2 separate regions of the Mus musculus genome follow, and region 1 is linked to region 2. Evidence: chromatin contacts called from public promoter capture Hi-C data. All regions are on one chromosome and are shown on one strand. Each heading gives the region's core, a stretch centred on a gene start, on an enhancer-like site or on the middle of the called end of the contact. The rest is flanking DNA. Distances are from core to core; before and after follow the strand shown.

The links. Promoter capture Hi-C pulls out the DNA fragments that hold promoters and counts their contacts.
Region 1: a promoter capture Hi-C map of embryonic stem cells shows a contact between it and region 2, with 2.1 times the contacts expected there. The contact joins the promoter of Aqp7 here to the promoter of Spink4 in region 2. A contact is called at or near these places in 5 of 39 promoter capture datasets (cranial neural crest, embryonic stem cells, stem cell-derived epiblast-like cells and 1 more), 4 of 484 Hi-C or Micro-C datasets (the G1E-ER4 cell line, centrocytes and embryonic stem cells) and 3 of 9 other capture datasets (adipose tissue, liver and pancreatic islet).

Annotation. Positions count from the first base shown.
Region 1 is chr4:41,046,544-41,050,412 of GRCm38.p6, reverse strand. It overlaps Aqp7 (aquaporin 7), which reads left to right and starts at 2,277. Exons shown (of 8, transcript NM_007473.4): 1 at 2,277-2,540. It overlaps Gm25637 (a small nuclear RNA gene), which reads right to left and starts at 193; the gene lies at 87-193.
Region 2 is chr4:40,918,139-40,922,099 of GRCm38.p6, reverse strand. It overlaps Spink4 (serine peptidase inhibitor, Kazal type 4), which reads right to left and starts at 2,044. Exons shown (of 4, transcript NM_011463.2): 1 at 1,945-2,044. The coding sequence starts at 2,005.

The DNA.
Region 1 (3,869 bases), core at 1,028-3,527, 130 kb before region 2:
GGGTTAGTTTTACTTCCCAACACATGTCCAGTCTCCAGAACATTAAAAGGAACTGTACCAAAGCTCAATTAAAACAAAATTTACAACAAAATATGGAACACTTAAATTTATGTCATCCTTGTGCAGGGACCACACTAGACTTCTCTGTGTTTGTTCCAATTTCGGAATATGTGCTGCCAAGGGGAGTGAGCACCTCTTTCTTTTTAAAATTTATTTATTTTTTCAAGATTAGAATTTCTTTGTGGAGCTCTGACTGTCCTGAAACTCACTTTGTGGACCAGATTGGCCTCAAACTCAGAGATCCACCTGCTTCTGCCTCCCAAGTGCTGGGCTTAAAGGTGTGCAACCACCATAGCCCAGCCAGTGAACCGCTCTGCCCATTCTTTTAGTTTTTTGTTGGTTTCTTCTTCTTCTTCTTCTTCTTCTTCTTCTTCTTCTTCTTCTTCTTCTTCTTCTTCTTCTCTTCTTTTTTTGAGACAGGGTTTCTCTGTGTAGCCCTGGCTGTCCTGGAACTCACTCTGTAGACCAGGCTGGAACTTAGAAATTCTCTTGCCTCTGCCTCCTAAGTGCTGGAATTAAAGGCGTGCACCACCATGCCCGGCGTCCATTCTTTTAATACGGTGCTCTCATACTGGGCAAACTTTTTATAAACTAAGCTACTTTTCTTTTTTAAATATTTATTTATTTATTTATTTATTTATTTATTTATTACAAGTACACTGTAGCTGTTTTCAGACACACCAGAAGAGGGCATCAGATCTCATTACAGATGGTTGTGAGCTACCATGTGGTTGTTGGGACTTGAACTCAGGACCTCTGGAAGAGCAGTCAGTGCTCTTAACCTCTGAGCCACCTCTCCAGCCCCTAAGCTACTTTTCTTAAGTCTGCCCATACTGGCGACTCCCTGAAATTGTTTAGTGACAGCAATAGTGGTTTCACTTGAATGGAGGTGTGTGTGTGTGGGGTGTGTGTGTGTGTGTGTGTGTGTGTGTGTGTGTGAGAACAGGCCTCTGCAGGGTGGTGGCCACGCCTTTCAAGCTCAGTGCTCCAGAGGCAGAGAGGCAGCTCCAGAGGCTGGCCTCTGACTTTGAGGCCAGGGTTCTTTACAAAGTGAGTTCCAGGGACAGCTAGGACTAAACAAAGAAACAAACCAACAAAAACCCTACCTTGAAATAAAATAAAGCTGGGGTTTCATATAGCCATAGCCCAGGCTGTCTAGTCTAAACTTACTATGTAGTGGAGAATGACCTTGAACTCCCGGTTGTAGGCATGTGACTCTCGTCTCTGAGTCAGACTCTGACTGTAGAGCATTGTCTGGCCTGGGACTCACTCTGTAGACCAGTCTGACCTCATTTCCCCTGCTTTCCAATGGTGGGATTTCTGTGTAGTGATGGCCTGAGTTTTCTAGGCAGTTCAGGCTATGCTCAAACTTGTATTCCTCTTGTCTCTGCCTCATGGGTGCAGGCTACAGACACCCTGTTCAGTGATCTCTAGAAGACAGTCTCACTCCCATACAAGGCTTTTGGACAACCACATCTTATAACTTCTCCCATCGAGGTACTGTGTGCGTCTCCCTGGGCTTCCTGCCTATCACCCACCTCTCGATGACAGGCACCCACCCTCATGCTTTGGCACTGCAGCCCCTGCTGACACGTGCATGCCTGCCTGTTCTTCCTGGCCCCACCGGGCCCCTGAACCCAGACAAACCATTTGGCTGCAGGTGGTCTTCAGCTCCCTCTGACCTCACCCCCATAGTTGAGATCCCACGGCTGCCTTGAGCCAACAGCCCCGTGCTGGGCTAGCCTGGTTTTTCTCATAGAGCCTTGGGCATACTTTTCCTAAGATAGGCAGTGTCCAGAAGACAGGACCTGGAATGGGGGCCGCAGGAAACCAGGTCTGGCTTTTTTCCTCTTCTCCCAGATGGGGACCCCTGAGGAGAGGGCCTAACTCTCCTCCCTCTGCTTCAGGTGGAGGGCTCTCTGAGGACTGACCCAGAATTGTTTTTCCAGTCCTTCCACCTCTTCCACCTTTCTGTTACTTTCTGGAAACTTCTATGTACATCTCCATCTACACAGCTTTCTCTATAGCCTGGGTCTCAGGAACCTCTGTGGCCTTCTGCAGGCTACCTCTGGCTCTGGTCTTAGAGATAAGCCAGACACTTGGCATGTAGTACTGGCCTTTCCTCTGGGACTATGAGGCCCAGAATTCACACCTGGAACTCCACCTCTGACCTCACAAGGGCTGCCTCAGAACTCAGTCTCCATGGTGCTACTGGTAAGAACAGAGATGCTATTTTGGGCAGTGTGTATGGACTTGGCTTAAGTGGCATGGGCCAAACCCCTGCCCTACTGACCTCTCCCCTGGAGAAGCACAACAGAACTCACAGCCACCCTGGGGAGGGCCCAGAGGCAGGCTCAAGTGAGGACTCGGAGACCGCAGAGCTACAGTTCAGTTGCAGCTTGAGTCTGCCTCCCTGATAGAGAAACGGAATCAAGACCAGCTGTGAGACGGAGGCTGAAAGACACAGAGCACTTCAGAGAGTGAGCGGGGCTGCGGGTAGTCTGGGACAGGGGAGCCTCCTTGGGGCAAGCCCAGCAGGGGGTGTTTGGGAAAGAAAGTTCACCAGGAGTTGGAGTATGACTCTCTGTCCTGGTTCAGCCCTGTGTGGCCGTGTGACACGGACAGATTGGCTGTCACTTGGATGTGGCAGGATCATAGCTGCTGAGTGGAGCAGAGGGTGGGAGGGTGCATTGGGCTGCACCGTGGAGGGAGGAGAGGAGAGCAAACAGACTGGGCAGAAGTGAGGCAGGTCAGAGATGGGTCTGCTGATGGCATCTTCCTCAGGCACTTTAAGGTTAGGGATATAAATTGATGCTTCATCCAGAGAAAATCGGGTAGCGCCTGTCTGGGGGCAACTGTCAGGAGTTACCCTGGCAGTCTAAGAGGAGGATGGACTAGAGGGTAAGTTTCAGAGAGGTGGGAGAGTCAACTTTAGCACAACGTTAGTTATCCAAAGCTAAGTAGATGGCAGACTTGGGGAGGCCAAGAGGGCTTTTGAGGAGCCCCGGTCTTGAGGTCCAGGTTTCTGGGGTAGCATGAGTAGAGGGGGGGGGTAGGACACTTTCACATTGCTTGAGGCATTCTCACCTTCCTCCCTCTTCCCTCCTCCCTCCAGCTTGCCTGGGTTTGGGATAGCGCTGTCCTGATTGCTTCTCTCCAAGTTCTGAATCTCTCACTCAGCCCTAGGTGGTTCCTCTCCAGTACCACAGAGTCTAAAACTCAGAAAACAATGGCCGATATCAGGTTAAGGGACGCTCTGAAGATCTGGATTGAGGATACAGGGCTGGTGAGCAGGCTCTGTCTGCCCCGTGTAAATGGCAACTAGCTGACCCAAATCCATCGCCTTTGACTCTTGGTGATGACAGAGTCTGCACTAGTCAGGGTCCTGATCTCTTTACCTCCTCAAGCCTCCGCTCCAAGTCTTGCTCTCCCGGCTCTCCAGCCGTGCGCTGTCCTCAGTTGCTTTCTGTACACATGCTCAGACTCCCTCAACAGTTCTTCCCTTTTCCCGGAGCTCTCTCCCTATATTTACCCACATGGCTACTCCTTCAGCCTTTCCATTCATTTCCAAAGAGGCCCCTCAGTCAGGCTTCCCGAGACAACTGTACTTCCGGTCCCACTCCCTGTGCAGTGGCAGCTGATGCATTCCTAGTGCCCTTCTAGACCTCTGTAGTCCTCACTGCCCTCTCAGGCAAGCATGCCTATCCAACTCATTGCTGAGTGCCACGAGAATACAGATGCTCGCCCTTTGTGCCCTCTCACTGGACCCAGCGGCTCCCTCTGCATTGGCAACCTTGCTCTTTCAGCCA
Region 2 (3,961 bases), core at 795-3,294:
GTAAACTGACCCCCCCCCCCTCCAGCCTTGCTTCTAGGCCTTGCTATCTATTATAGTCCTCAATGTCCCTAGGACGCAAGGGTCCCTCATTGCTCATTGTCCTGAAGCAGTGGCTTCCCTGACTCCTGCAGACCTGCTGCCTGAGATGCCTCACCCCCAGTCTCCTCCTATGAGGTCATAGCATCTCAAGCCCCACCCCCCAGTCTCCTTCTATGAGGTCATAGCATCTTAGGCCCTACCCCCAGTCTCCTCCTATGTGGTCATGCATCCTCCCAAGGCTCAGAAGCTTTCCCTACAGTGGTCCCCCACAGTTCCTTGAAAAAACCTGGATTTGAGCTTTGTCACAAAGACAAATGTTGTCTCACTCACTGGGCCACCCCTGCCTCCCTATGAACTCGTGTTTCTTGGGGCTCCCTGTGACTCCCCATCAATGCCTCATCCAGTGAATATTCAGGAATTGAGCCCTGAAGTGTGTTGCGGGAGAATCCAGAACCTTACACAGTCAGAATTGCTTCCTAGGGGTGTGAAACATTGTCTTTAACCCCAGGCACCCTTGCCTTGACCCAGGTGCACCCTTCATCATTCAACCAAGGCTGGAATCTGAAATGTGTACAAGGACCTTCAAGGCAGGCTGCTTAACATTCCCACTGGAGGAGGAGGTGCTTGGGAAATGGGGAACAGGCATGGGGGAAGGCAGCCTGTGTCTGACCAGAGACTGCAGGCTCCTTCCTAATCACCCAGCTCCCAGATGTGACCAGCACGAGGTGCAGTGCAGTGTGGGGCATGGAGTCAATGGCCCTACGGTCCTGCTGCACACTGCTTTATAATGTGACTCTTGCCTACTTCATCCCAATGGGCTTCTCTGCTTCCCTGTTCTGTTTGTCCTCACCATACAAGCTAGAACATTCTTTAAAGGTTTAACTCCACTCCAAGCCTGACACTGGCTCCCACTTCACTCTGAGGAAAAGGTTCTCACATTGGCTCCCAAGACTTTGTCTAACATAGCTCTCAGCTGCCTCTCCCCACCTCACCTTTCCATTCCTTCCATCCCCCTCCCCTCCTCTCCTGTCTTCTTTCTCTGTACCATGCCCTTCACCCCCCTACAGCCACACAGCACCTCAAACACTCTAACATGCTTCTACCTCAGGGCCCTTGTATTGGCTGGTTCCTCCACCAGAACATTCTTGTCCAAAATACCTTCACCCCCTCACCTTCTTCAAGCTCTCCCCAAACCTGCATCTAAGAGACACCCCCTCCCTGATTTAACACTGCAGTTCCCTCCCAACCCACATCACACAGCTCCATGCTTTTCTTAGCCTTTGCCATATTCTTGTACACTATTCATTGTCTATCACCCACCCACACACCAAGTTTAAGATCTGTAGGGACGGTGCTTTTCTTGTTCTGCTCCTTTCTATGTTAAAGGACAAGAAAAGTATCTGACAGCAGTTTCGAGACTGCTGAGATGCTCCTGGCCTTGAGGAAGTCCACCTCTGGTATATGTCTAACCACCCAAGGCCCCCACTATATGCTTAAGTGGTTGTCTTGGGTCCCCTACTGCACCTTGTCAAAACAGAACAGGGCCCTGAGGGCCTGGAACAAGTCTCTCTTAGCACTCACCACCCCACAGTCAACCTGGGGCCTGACTGTTCCTTCTATCTTCTCAGCCTCCAGTCCATAATTGCTCAAGACATCTTCAAACTGAAATGGCATCCTACTTTACAGACTCAAGGGATGAGAACTTGGCAGGTTCTGGTCCAGAGTCAGGACTGAACCCATCCCTTTTCTCCCAGTGTTTTGCCTACTATGGTAGGATGAATACAGACAGAAGAGCTATGCAGAAAGGCCAGGCCTCACAGGAAGCTCCTGGCCTTGCCTCTGCCCCCACACCCAAGCTCACCCCCTAAGATCAAGCTTCAGAGAGACCAAGTTCTGCCCACTCACCCCTGTCCATGCCAAGGAGGGGAACCAAGGTCAGGGTGACCAGCCACAGATGCATAGCCATGCTGCTTGTGAGCTATGTGACTGCAGTCAAGTGTGGGCCGGGCTGACAGTGAGGTTGGGACCTATTTATTGTGCTGATCTCCACTCTTATCTTATCTGTGACCAGTTGGCAGCTACAGTGTCACCCCGTTAATCTCTTCATCCTGACACCTGGGAAGGGCCTGCTCAAGGCTCAAAGCTGACTTTGTGGTGATATAACGCTGGGCCCTAGGGCAGAGCTGGGGCTGGCAGGTGTCCAGAGCAAGCAAAAAGGGTTTGGACAGGTTGCAAAGCTGCCACCATGTGTCTATTAAAGCAAGAAGTGGGAGGGAGAGGAAGCAGAGAGAAACACAGAAACAGATGACAACAGGGGATGAAAGTAGGGGGCACAGCAGGAGACAGGGAGAGGGGAAGAGAGTCATGGATGCCTCGGCCACTTTGGACCTCACATAAGTGTTTGGTTCTCCTGCTGAGGACTGAGTTTGTGTCTTGGCAGTCCTGGGCAAACGCTTTTCTGCTGATCAACCCCAGTTCCCGTTCAACGTATTGAGACAGGAGCCCACACAAAGGTGATAGTTCTGGCTCAGCTCCTATCCTAGGGCTCCCCTGGGGACAGTGGTGGAGACGGCAGACAGTGCGGAATAAGGTAAAGGGAACTAATTTGAAAAACTTTTTTTTAAATTCTTTTTTTTTTAGATTTATTTACTATTATATATAAGTACATGGTAGGTGTCTTCAGACACACCAGAAGACGGTGTCAGATCTTATTACAGATGGTTGTGCCACCATGTGGTTGTTGGGATTTGAACTCAGAACCTTCAGAAGAGCAGTCAATGCTCTTAACCACTGAACCATCTCTCCAGTCCCCGAAAAGCTTTTTAAAAGGATTTTTTAAGATTTATTTTGCCGGGCATGGTGGCACACACCTTTAATCCCAGCACTCGGGAGGCAGAGGCAGGCGGATTTCTGAGTTCGAGGCCAGCCTGGTCTACAAAGTGAGCTCCAGGACAGCCAGGGCTATACAGAGAAACCCTCTCGAAAAACGAAAAAAAAAAAAGATTTATTTTTATTTTATGAGTATGAGTGTTTTGCCTGTATGTATATGTGGGCACCATGCGTATGTTTGGTGCCTTCAAAGGACAGAAGAGGGTGCTGGATCCCCTGGCTGTAAAACCCTATGCAGGTCGGTGCTGGCAACCAAACCCAGATCCCCTGCAAAAGCAACAAGCGCTCTTAACCAAGCCCTCTCCAGCCCCTAAAACTTGCTTTTATTTTTTTTTAATGTGTTAAACATTTTTTTCTTACATATGTGTCTGTGTGCTTGTGTGTGGGTTTGCACATGTATGAGTGCAGATGCCCGTGGAGCTCAGAAGAGGGCATCAGATCCTCGGGAGCTGGAGTTACAGGTGACTGAGCTATCTCATAGGGGTGCTGGGAACTAAACTTGGATCCTGACGAGCCTGTCACCTCTACCTCCTTTTTTGATACCATGAAGTGGGGACAACTGACTGACAATATCAATATATATATCTCTATCTATCAATATATATCAATATATATCTATACTATCTATATCTATATCACATTATATTACGCCATATAGGGGAGATGGCTCAGTGGCTAAGAATACTGAATGCTCTTGCAGAGGACCCAGGTTCAATTCCAAGCACCCACATGATGACTAACAACCATCAATAACTCTAATTCCAGGGGATCTGAAGCCCTCTTCTGACTTCGTCAGGACACACATAGTACACATGCATATTTGCAGACAAAACATCCAAACACATAAGAGAGATCTAAAACAAAACAAAACAAAAATGACAGCACACTTTACATACTCTATGGCTTAGCCCCCATACCCTGTAACCTCCTCTCAAGAGAACATAACAAGAAAGACATGTTGACCTGGCCATGGAGGCAAATCTCTGCCATCTCAGTGCCTATGAGACTGAGGTAGGATGATGGCCGCCAGCTG